Linked DNA regions of Gossypium hirsutum: region 1 is linked to region 2. Evidence: chromatin contacts called from public Hi-C data. All regions are on one chromosome and are shown on one strand. The core of a region is the stretch at or near the end of the contact, and the rest is flanking DNA. Distances in the headings are between cores, read along the strand shown. Region 1 has its middle 18 kb from the start of LOC107963045. Region 2 holds the start of LOC107898131 (glucose--fructose oxidoreductase).

Region 1 (5,916 bases), core at 490-2,989, 290 kb after region 2:
TATTCATTTTATCATTAGGCGACCATGTCACCATAACACTTTCCAGGTAATTTATGTCATGTATTTCCAAATTACCGATAGGTCATTTTACATATATGTGCTTGTTAAATAATTCATTATCTCATGATTTGCATAGCATTTGAGTTCTCATTTTCACAGATCTTACTTATCACATTTGACAAAAACTTCTCTTAGCCATATATTAATCTTATATTTTCAACATTTTACTTTATTAAACATATTAACTCGTGTGTTCATTCCAATCATAACTTATGCCATGACATTTATTTTCTCAAAACATAATACCAATCTTCTTTTTATACAAATTAAACTAAGGTTATTAGTGTTACCATTTCTCTTCCCCATTTATCACAACACATCAAATCATATTTTCACACATTTTAACACATAATTTATTTAATCATTTATTTCAGTAATGATCAGATTCCATAATCACATCATTAATGGGAAAGATAACAAATCCAATGATACTTATCTCTTGGATATACTTATTCTCAAAACTAAGTTTTCTACACCTTAGCTCCTCCCTCATACAAGCTTGGGGGGTTCAATTTCCACCATTCCTCTTCTCATAAATCCAAAATACAACAAAAGCATTAGTATTCAAGCTCTCATAGCTTTCTAAAAGCATCAATCACAAATATCAAAGAAAGGAATGATGGAAACATCGTTTCTTAAAATTTTCTTTTTCTAGTTTCAACTTTTTTTTCATTAATCCTAAATCAAAAATGGAGAGATTTATGTGGGAAATGAGTTTAGGAGGTGATTTCCTAAGTGGTTTTAGTGAAATCTTAATATGGGAGGTTGAAATGATGATTGATTTGAAGAAAAACACAAGGAAATGAAGAAAAGAAGGCTGGAAAAAGATGGTGAGAGTCCGCTAGTAGGGGCTGACCGGGGGGTGCATTTCATCTTCTCCTTTTTTTTCTAAAGAAAAAATATCCAAGCCAAAAGTCAAAGGTTCAAGTGAAACTATGTAAAATGTATAGTCCAAGTTCAATCTCCACGAAATATTCAGATGCAAAGACTCATATTCAATATCAATCATATAATATTTCCCAAAAAAAAAATACTTCCAGCAAAATGAGCAAAAGAACTTTATAATGTAAAATTTGCACTATAATCCTTTTCTCTAATTTTATTCTTTTCTTTAATTTTATTCTTTCATCCATTCTATTTATATTTTATTTTCTAATTGCTATCAATTTCATTCAATAATCAAAACTCAAATTTAAATCTTCAAATTCTGCTTCCACCCATGCCAATGTGAATAATATCCTCTTCCAAAATAGAAACACTACCTCATGAGACAATCCTTACATGACATAATTCAAGTATCTACAATAAAAATTTTAATTAAATTGGTGTAACGGGTTAATTGCATATCAATTACATCAATAAAATAAAATATTATTATTTTTTAAAATAAATTGTATGATTTTAAAAAAAATTTTATTATTTTATATTTTCATATAAAAATAAAAAAAATATCCATATATAATAAGATTTAAACCTATACCTTTTTAATTTTCATATTTATATTTTACTATTCAACTAAAAGTTTATTTATACTTTTATCAATTTTAAAGTTGGTTTTTCATTCACATAGTAGATTTACCATAATAATAACAATATAATAATAATCAGTGAAAAGAGCGAGCCAACAACACTGAGTCCGAGGTCCACCAACATCAACACAAACAAACAAAACAACCCTTCATCTCGCATGTGCCGGAACCGACAACAGTCTTCCCACGTGTGACTTTCTTTGTTTTATCTTAAGCTTCAACCCCTACGTTTTTTATACAAAATAAAATGTCTCCTGTTAATATATCTTTTTAGTTTTCATCTTTGCTCTTCTTTTTGGTGAATCAAATTAAATGGTGAAAAGAGAAAAGGTTGATACTTTGTACTTTTTATGTGTTCTTTTATTACTTTATAGATCTTTGAGTCTCACTTCCCACACCTTCCCGTTCTTATTCTTACTAGTTTCGTATTTTTTTTCTTCAAGTTATATAAACATAAAAGATTTTCAATTTCTGCACCTTGAAGAAAGAAAGTTGGTCCTTTTTCTTGCATTCTTACAAAGGTACATCTCTTTTTCTTTTTCCTTTTAAATGACTGCTTTGATTTCAAATGTTTGTCTTCGTAGGTTTGGTTTGAGTTGTTGTTCTAACTTTGACACTATGTTTTTTCACTCTTTTAAGTCATGTAAAATGTCAATAATGCATGACAGTGATATATGGTTCATATTTTTTTCTCTTGCTTGTAGTTAACTCCTCTTTTTTTCTTGTGTTTGGGATAACGGATTTTCTTGCTTTAGATCTGTCTGTTTCTTCTTGTATAAAACGCAGTTTTGGTTGTTTTGCTGTATATTCTGATAAATGTTTCAATTTTAATGCTGTTTGGTAACCGGGAAAATTGTTTAAAGAGCCTTCAAGTTCGCTTCTTTGATTGTTAACTGCATTGAATGCTTCTTTACTAATGATTATTGACAAGTACGTATGAACTGTTTCGCTATTATTATACTTAGTTTTCTTCCCTTTAGCTCGGCTACCAAATGGAGCTACCAAGTTGTAAATTTGTTTATTATTATCGAAATTCTAATTTTTCTGAGCTGCTTGCACAACTGTTGAGTGTTGTTTAGAAGCAAAATGCAGAAGCCGCCGCCACAATCAGTAGACTTTGCCCTAAAGCAGACCTCACCCAACATCGGGGCCGGGCAGTCACCGTTGATAAGCTTTCGTGCACCTATGACCTTGTGGAGCAAATGCAATACCTGTACGTTCTAGTTGTGAAGGCTAAGGATTTACCTGGAAAAGATGTCACTGGTAGCTGTGATCCTTATGTGGAGGTTAAACTTGGGAACTACAAGGGAGTAACTAAGCATTTCGAGAAGAAGAGCAATCCTGAATGGAACCAAGTATTTGGATTCTCAAAAGAAAGAATTCAAGCTTCTATTTTGGAAGTGTTTGTGAAGGACAAGGATGTTGTTGTAGATGATTTAATTGGCAGGGTTGTGTTCGATGTCAATGAAATTCCGAAGAGGGTTCCTCCCGACAGCCCATTGGCGCCACAGTGGTATAGATTGGAAGATCGAAAGGGTAATAAACCGAAGGGAGAACTCATGCTGGCTGTTTGGATGGGAACTCAAGCAGATGAGGCATTTCCGGATGCGTGGCATTCAGATGCTGCATCAGTTGGCCCAGATGGTGTTACAAACATTCGATCAAAAGTGTATCTTTCCCCCAAGCTTTGGTATGTGAGGGTGAATGTCATTGAAGCTCAAGACTTGGTACCTAGTGATAAAGGCAGGTTCCCTGAAGTATTTGTGAAAGCTGTTCTTAGAAATCAGGCTTTGAGAACTAGAATATCTCCGAGTAAGACCATCAATCCAATGTGGAATGAGGACTTGATGTTTGTAGTTGCTGAACCTTTCGAGGAGCCATTGTTTCTATCCGTGGAAGATAGGGTGGGATCGAACAAGGATGAAACCTTGGGGAAGTGTGTGATTCCTTTACAGGTGGTTCAAAGAAGGTTAGACCATAAACCTGTGAATAGTCGGTGGCACAATCTCGAGAAACATGTGATTGTTGATGGAGAGAAAAAAGAAATGAAATTCGCCAGCCGGATTCACTTAAGGATCTGTTTAGAAGGAGGGTATCATGTTTTGGATGAATCTACACACTGCAGCAGTGATCTTAGGCCGACAGCAAAACAGCTATGGAGACCTAACATTGGAATTCTTGAACTGGGTATTCTAAGTGCCCACGGCCTGATGCCAATGAAAACAAAAGATGGACGAGGAACCACAGATGCTTATTGTGTGGCCAAGTATGGGCAGAAATGGATCCGGACAAGGACAATCGTTGACAATTTCATGCCAAGGTGGAATGAGCAGTACACTTGGGAGGTTTTCGATCCTTGTACTGTCATCACTATAGGGGTTTTTGATAATGGTCATATACACGGGGGAGCTGGAGGGGCAAAGGATGCAAGAATTGGGAAGGTAAGGATTCGGTTATCGACACTTGAAGCCAACAGGGTCTATACACATTCGTATCCTCTACTGGTGCTACATTCTTCAGGGGTTAAAAAAACTGGTGAAGTTCAATTGGCTGTGAGGTTCACCTGCTCAACTTTGATTAACATGCTGCATATGTATTCGCATCCACTGTTGCCTAAGATGCACTACATCCACCCATTGTCTGTGATTCAGCTCGATAGCTTGAGGCACCAAGCTGTGCAGATGGTCTCGGTGAGGCTGAGCCGGGCCGAGCCACCATTGAGGAAGGAAGTTGTGGAGTACATACTGGATGTTGATTCACATATGTGGAGCATGAGGAGAAGTAAAGCAAACTTTTTCCGAATTATGGGAGTTCTAAGTGGGTTGATTGCAGTTGGAAAATGGTTTGATCAAATCTGCAATTGGAGAAACCCTATTACAACCATTTTGATTCATATCCTTTTCATTATATTGGTTCTTTACCCTGAGCTAATACTTCCCACAGTTTTTCTCTACCTTTTCCTAATTGGAATCTGGAACTACCGTTGGCGGCCACTGCACCCTCCTCACATGGATACACGTGTGTCTCATGCCGTTGCAGCCCATCCAGATGAACTAGATGAAGAGTTTGATACCTTCCCCACTTCCCGCCCATCTGATATCATCAGGATGAGATATGATCGTCTCAGAAGTATAGGAGGGAGAGTTCAGACTGTGATTGGTGATCTGGCAACACAAGGGGAAAGGTTACAGTCTCTGCTAAGCTGGAGGGACCCGAGAGCAACCACCTTATTCGTGACATTCTGTTTGATCGCCGCCATAGTTCTTTATGTTACACCATTCCAAGTTGTGGCTCTTCTCATAAGACTTTATGCACTGAGGCATCCTAGGTTCCGCCACAAACTTCCGTCAGTACCTCTTAACTTCTTTAGACGGTTGCCTGCGAGATCGGACAGCATGTTATGAGCATATCATTCAAGGTCTAATTATGCAAAATAGCAAAGCAGGGCTCTTTAGTTGGTGGCAAATGCAGGGTCCTGTTACATGATAATATGTAATTTGTGTCTGCCTTTGTTTAATAATAAATAAAAAAAGCCTAAGCTTCTATATTCATTGATACTATCTACATAAGCCATCGTTCCAAGCTAAGTATACGTTTAAAGTTCAAGAGACATTTTTTTTTTTTTAGTTTAGCCTTTAGTATTTGAATAAAAAGCATGGGACATGAATAGGTGAATGTAAGAACTAATCAAATTTTAGTCATTTTATTATTAAGAGTAAGTTACACTCAAAGTAATTAAATTATTAGTAAATTTATGTTTCAATTACTCAATTTTAAAAAATTATAAAATAACTATTAAGTTATTCAAAAAATTTTATTTAAATTATTGAACTATTCAAAAACTTCTATATAAGTCATTAAGATGTTAATTTTAAAAAAATAATAATAATTAACAAGCTTTAAGTGACGAGTCGATGATCAATATATTGACTCAATAACTTAAATAAAAACTTTCAAATAGTTCAACAACCAAAACATAAACTTACTAATAATTTAATAACCTTATTGCAACTTATCTCCATTATTAAATGAATCAATTTTAACAAAATTAACATTTATTATTTAAGAAAAATCATTTATTAACAAAATCAATATTTTAAAAGATTTTTATAATTCTACAAATAAAATATTATTTAAAGGAAAGAAACACTTTCATTTTATTTTTTAACCATAAATGTTTCTTATAATTCGACCATAATTGAACATTTTAAATAGTAAAGAGATTAAATTAATATAGACTAATTTGATAAATCACTATATGAAAGGTACACCAATATTTATTTGATAAAAGCCCATGTCATCTCTTCTGGAAAACACAAACATGATA
Region 2 (5,964 bases), core at 696-3,195:
ACATTGAAATTATTATGTTTTTAGCTTGTTGGATTTTGAAATTATTGACAATATCAATTATGAATGTAGAATGGGTAAGGGCAACAAAGAAGGGACAATAAAGCAATTTAGGTGGACAAAATCGAAGGGATATCTTTTTCTCGAAATTCTAGCAGAGGAGGCCCAGAAAGGAAATAAGTCTTCTAATACTTTCAAAGCAATTTCTTTTAATCGAGTTGCTACAACTATTTCTGAAAGATTCCAAGTTCAATATGATGCTAAGCATGTGAAAAATCATCTAATAGAGCGAAAGTGGTTTTGGATGGGATGATAACACGAAAATGATCACATGTGATAGAGCGACATATGATGCAGTAATGATGGTAATATATGTATATATATGTTAAATATATTTCAGTTGTTTTTACTTGTTATTCTGGTTGTGTATAATATCTAACATGCATACAAGAAGTATGAACCATTTTTCAACAAAAGCGTTGATCATTATGATGAAATGACTTTGGTTGTTGGCAAAGATATGACGATAGGAAGTTTTGCTAGAACATTTGCTGACATAGACTTGGATGATGGTAACTAAGATTCAGTGCCTGTAGACTACAACAATGAGAAAGTTGAGGAGGTAAGAACAAAAGTATGTTCATCTAGCACAACTAAACATAAAAGAAAAAAATGCTTAAGAAAGTATTGTCGATGAACAAATTAAATTTGTGGGTAAACAACTTGGTAAGATTGCTAATGCATTGGAACAATTTAATATGGATAAAACACCACTTCTTTAAGAAGAAGAGATGTCCATGGAAGTGGAAGGATTTGATAATGACTTCTTTCGTAGTGTGTTTAATTATCTTGTAGGTTATAAATCCGAGGCCAAAACTTTCTTAGTTAAAAGTATGAAGCATACAAAAATTTGGCTTCAAAAATTTTCTTAAGGTTGAAGATGTTGATGCTTTAATGTGGTGTAATACTAGTTATGCACTTGGACAATATTTTAGTTATCATGTGGTGTATTACTAATTATGCACTTGGATAATATTATTGATTTGTAGTATTAATAGTGATTTAGAAGCTAATTTATTATTATTCAATCTTTGTTTTTATTTTTTTATAACACAATTAAGAATCATCTATCCGCTTTTGTTGTTTTCAATTTATAACTATTACTATTCTAGTTTAATAATTGAGTACCATTATATATTTAGTTTGATGTATTTATTTATAAATAAATCATTACAATATATGTAACAACAATGTAAATATAAATTTAATAGATATAAAATAAATTCAATTAAACAATGAAAAGATAATAAATTCTCAAATGTAAGCATGTTTCATTTAAAACAGCTTTTATAAAATATTTTTAGAAAATCTACTAACAACAGAAAATATTTTATACAAATTTATCTAAACACCAGAAAATATTAACTTTTCAAGAAAAATAAGTCGTTTTCTAGAAATCCTTTTTTAGAAACCATTTTCAATCAAACACGCAGACCCTTAACTTCAATTTCACTTCCTTGAAAGTGTTAGAGTACTCATCACATAATGTCTTGTATGATCAGGTTTATCTTGGCTTGGCTTTCGCATAAGTAGTTAGACCTCGTAACAAACTAATTCCATCACTTAATCAAGAAAACCCCTACTTTTCAAATCCTAAAACTAATTTATATGTTTTTCTATTAAAAAGGTATAAAATATATAAAAAAAAATTGACAGTGTTCATTTGACTGAATTAATAGAATTAATAATAGCTTAATACATATAATATATAATATTATTTATTAAGTTCGATTAATTTATTTAATTAATTATTAACCGAAATTTTAAAGAATCTTTAATCGATTTCTGAGTGAGCTAAATCGATTAATCAACTGATTAACTAAATTAAATGAGTTCGATCAGATAATTTAATTTTAAAGTTGAGAAAAACAAAATACAAATGCAACTTGAATTCACATAAGCTGAGGGAAAACTTTTGTTGTGGAATAGAAACGGAAAGCTTCTCTTTCTTTCCCAAATAAAAACAAGAAAAAACAAAAAGCCTCCATCTTTTTCTTTACTTAGAACCGGCAAAAACCGCTTTATGCTCAAAATTTTCTTTCTTCTTTTTGTCTAGTGGTTCAGATTTTCTATGGGATAATCTAACTGGTAATATATTTGTGAGCCCACTGAAAGCTCGTTTTTGGTAGCTCGTGTTAGAATTTTCTGCGTCTCGCTCAACTTCCAAGCACATTTTTTTCCTCTTACCACATTGCAGTTGCAGTCGACTTCAAACTTCAAACTCCAAACTCCAAACTCCCACATAACAAAATCGTAAAAGATCGATCTATCTAAATTTTTGCTAAAAAAGTAAGATCCTTCAAAAATGGCTACCCTTCCACAAATCGCGGTTCTGGAGGCTGGAATATTTGTAAAAACTCAATACATCCCGAGACTCGCCGAGATCTCACATCTCTTCTGCCTCAAATATATCTGGAGCTGTTCAGAGGTTTCTTTTTCCCCTTTCTTCTTACTCAATATTTTGAAAATGTATATATATTTGTATTCTTTTTGCTGTATTTGAAATAGTAATGATGTTATGGTTCATACCGAGAAGGAATCTTCGAGAGGAGCTGTTGAGATAGCCAAACAGCATTTTCCTGGAGTGGAATGTAAATGGGGAGACCAAGGTCTAAACGACATCGTGCAGGATTCTTCTCTTATTGGTACTGCTGTCGTTTTGGCTGGCCAAGTTCAGGTTCTTTATTTTCCCATTTCTTCAACATTATTTTATCCCTGAACTTTCATTGCGTTTATGTAATTTGTAATACGAGTCATCTAAGTAACAATAAAAAAGAAAAAAAAGGAAAACATAGAGATCAACCATCTGTTGTGGTAGAATTCAGATGTGGATCTTGCTAATCAATGCCTTGAGGGAGCTGGCTTTGATTTCTTTCTTTAAAAAATATCTTCATGAAATGTAGCGATGTATGAGCAGTTATTCATAAAAGATGAAAATATTTCTTTGGTATTGCTTTCATAAGTACCCTTAATGAATCTGTAAAATGACTAAAAAAATCATCTTAAGGTGAGTGTTCTTGTGGTTTTGGTACTTTGGTAGATAACAAATCACATCAAATCATGAAAACATAACTTCTAGCCTAAACTTTGAATGTTCATAATTTCTAGTCATTATTTTCAAGTTCTATAATTATTTTTCTACCTTCATTCTTTATCTGCATTTTGATCTAACATTTTAGTCAATAGTATAACTCTTTACATATGTCTGTCTCTGTCTAAAGTAAATTTTCATGTGAAACTTGTATTTTTACAATATAGAGGATGGCTTAGAAAATTAATAGGGAAGAGACCAGGGTTTGATTCCAACTCCTAATGGGAGATAATTTTATAAGGTATTAATATTACGAACATTAGTCTATCGTTGTTGGTTATTTGCTTACATATGAATTAAACCATGCAGGTAGATATCTCGCTAAAGTTGCTAAAAGCAGGAAAGCATGTCATTCAAGGTGAGATATATTGGTATGCTCTAACTATTAGGGCAAGTGAGTTAGTTCGTTATCCCTTTAATGAGGCTCTCAAGCTTTTTTCCCAGTTTGGATTTATTTTGCATAGGATCTCTTGAATTTGACTACCATTTTCCTTTCAAAGAACAGAAATCCAACAAATTTCACTACCTCGTCCCCCTTTTTTTTTCATTTTTCTTGAATGGAAAGGAAGATAGATGATGCATCTATGACTTGTTGTAATACATCATGGCCAGATAAGCATATTTTGCATTATGGGATTGGAATAGTAGTCTTATTATTTTATTCTTCCATGTGCAATTTACTAATTTTCTTTTTGTTTTGTGTGTTCCATATGTCTTACCTGGTTAACTTGGGGATCTCTAGAGAAACCTGCAGCAACTAGTAAGTTCCATACTTCTTCAGTTAATTTTTATATAGTTTCTAATTTTAGAACATAAATCTTATTACAGATCTAACATATGAACATACTTGAACATGAAATAAAGAAGCATTTACAGAAGCAAAATATCCTAGAAGTTGGAAATGAGGATCAGAAGTAGGACAAATCTTACCATGAGTCTCAAGGATGACACTTCTCTCAACTTCAAGTTTATTATTTTCTGATAATGAAGACAAAAAGCATTTTGCCTCATTGTGAAGACAAATCTTACCATAAGCTTTTTTGTTTGCAAACTTCACTTTTGAGAGAGGCAAAACATTTTGCCTCCTGAAACAATTTTTTTCTCTTTGATACTTTAAGAACAAAATTTTCAAGATTCCAAAGTGACATGTCTTCAGCATTTGAAGTAATTGTTTTAAATATGATTTTTTGAACTAAGTAGATGTGCATAAACCAAATTTATTCTTTTGTTTTCTATTATCGTTTACACCGTTTGGGTAAAAATATTAATATTTAGAAAGTCATTTTGAAGAGTAATTATTTCTAAATATTACTGCATGCTTATTGAAGATAGTCAGCTTAGGCTTAAGCATCCACTTCAATGGATGGCTAGGCACGGATTGAGTACAAAATAAATCTTGGCTGGTTTTGGAGCATTAGCAGTCGGCTAAATAAATCCTGATTATTGAGTTTTATCTCAATCATAACAACGTACCTTTTGGTTTAATCCCTGAATGTTGTCAAGAAATCATTGCTATTGCCTTTAAAATATTTCCAAAAATCTTCTATATATTATCCCTATTAAAACAAATTCTTTGAAGGTAATCCATATCTTTTGTCTATATGCACTGATTCTATCTGTTCTGGACTACTGAGTTTTAACTTAATATATAGTATTTCATTTTTTCCCTTTTTTTGTGAACTTGAAGATTTCTTGCAAGCTTACTTATCTTATTTGCGTAACAAGGAAAAAGGGATCTCAAATCCGCATTTATTCTTTTTGGCATTAATTAAATTTGATTGATAAATCACTTTTTGCAAGTTTTGAGCATTTAAAATTAATTTTCTCCGTCTTCCTCCAACAACTGCCCTTATCTTCCTTTGAAAAAATTGTTTTAAAGAAAACTGCATGAATAAGAAAGTTAGATATTTTTATTTTTTAGGTATACCCGAGATAGAGACTGCACTGGCTAGTTACAAATCCGTTTGTACCAACCCTGGTCAACCAATTTGGGCTGTAGCTGAAAACTATCGATTTGAACCTGCTTTTGTAGAGGTTTGTTTTTTGATATTCCCTGTACTATTCAATCCGTACTATTACCTAGTTTCTTATTGATTTATCTTTCTCAGAGCAAGAAACTAGTGGCTGGTGTTGGGGATATGATGAATGTCCAAGTTATTATTGAAGGGTCAATGAACAGTTCAAACCCTTATTTTTCTAGCTCTTGGAGGCGAAATTTTGAGGTATGTCTTTCACACTAATATCTGATATAAGTTTCTTTTCTTGGTGCACAAACTGTTATGTCGAAGTATACCTTCTACGACACTGGTGGTAACTATTTTCAATGCATATACAATATACTTCACCCAATGAGATATTAATAAATCATACTCATCAACCAGTCCTTGTTAAGGTAAGAATACATGATGCCAAGTAGAATATAGATGCTAGACTTTCACGCAAGGAAGTCAATTTTTGTATTGGTACTGTCCATATCAAACAGAATGTCCTGTTTCGGTAGTAACTAGAACAACAAATTTTAGGGTCCATTTGTTTACATGTAACAGGTTCTACGGAAAATATTTTAGTGTTTGTTTCACAGAAAACAGTTTGGTCAACAGAAAATGACTTACAGGTAAAATAAGCCTTTTTTCTGGAGACTTATCCTTTTGAAAAGCGTAATCATTTTCTGGAAAAGAGCTCCTCCTAGAGACAATGGACTGTTTCTTGCTATGCTAAGTTACCAAATTTCCCCATACAAAGGTGCAATAGCCTGTCTTGATCTTTGATTTGTAAGGGATCTTGTGCAATCAACATCTGAGTATACTTCAACCCCC

Evidence for each region. A called contact is a pair of places that touch in the nucleus more often than the background predicts.
Region 1: a Hi-C map of leaf shows a contact between it and region 2, with 2.8 times the contacts expected there. The contact joins the enhancer-like site here to the promoter of LOC107898131 in region 2. A contact is called at or near these places in 11 of 34 Hi-C or Micro-C datasets (callus, hypocotyl, leaf and 1 more).

What each region holds. Positions count from the first base shown.
Region 1 is chrA06:52,162,877-52,168,792 of Gossypium_hirsutum_v2.1, forward strand. It overlaps the pseudogene LOC107961775. Among protein-coding and RNA genes, the nearest start is that of LOC107963045, 18 kb to the right of the region's middle. Within about 2 kb of position 1,740, at least 2 of the 9 cell types and tissues checked have an H3K27ac peak or open chromatin away from gene starts, as enhancers often do. A contact at or near this core is called in leaf, where this site is marked.
Region 2 is chrA06:51,870,588-51,876,551 of Gossypium_hirsutum_v2.1, forward strand. It overlaps LOC107898131 (glucose--fructose oxidoreductase), which reads left to right and starts at 1,946. Exons shown (of 12, transcript XM_041114706.1): 1 at 1,946-2,485; 2 at 2,594-2,734; 3 at 3,458-3,506; 4 at 3,891-3,908; 5 at 5,070-5,182; 6 at 5,257-5,370. The coding sequence starts at 2,363.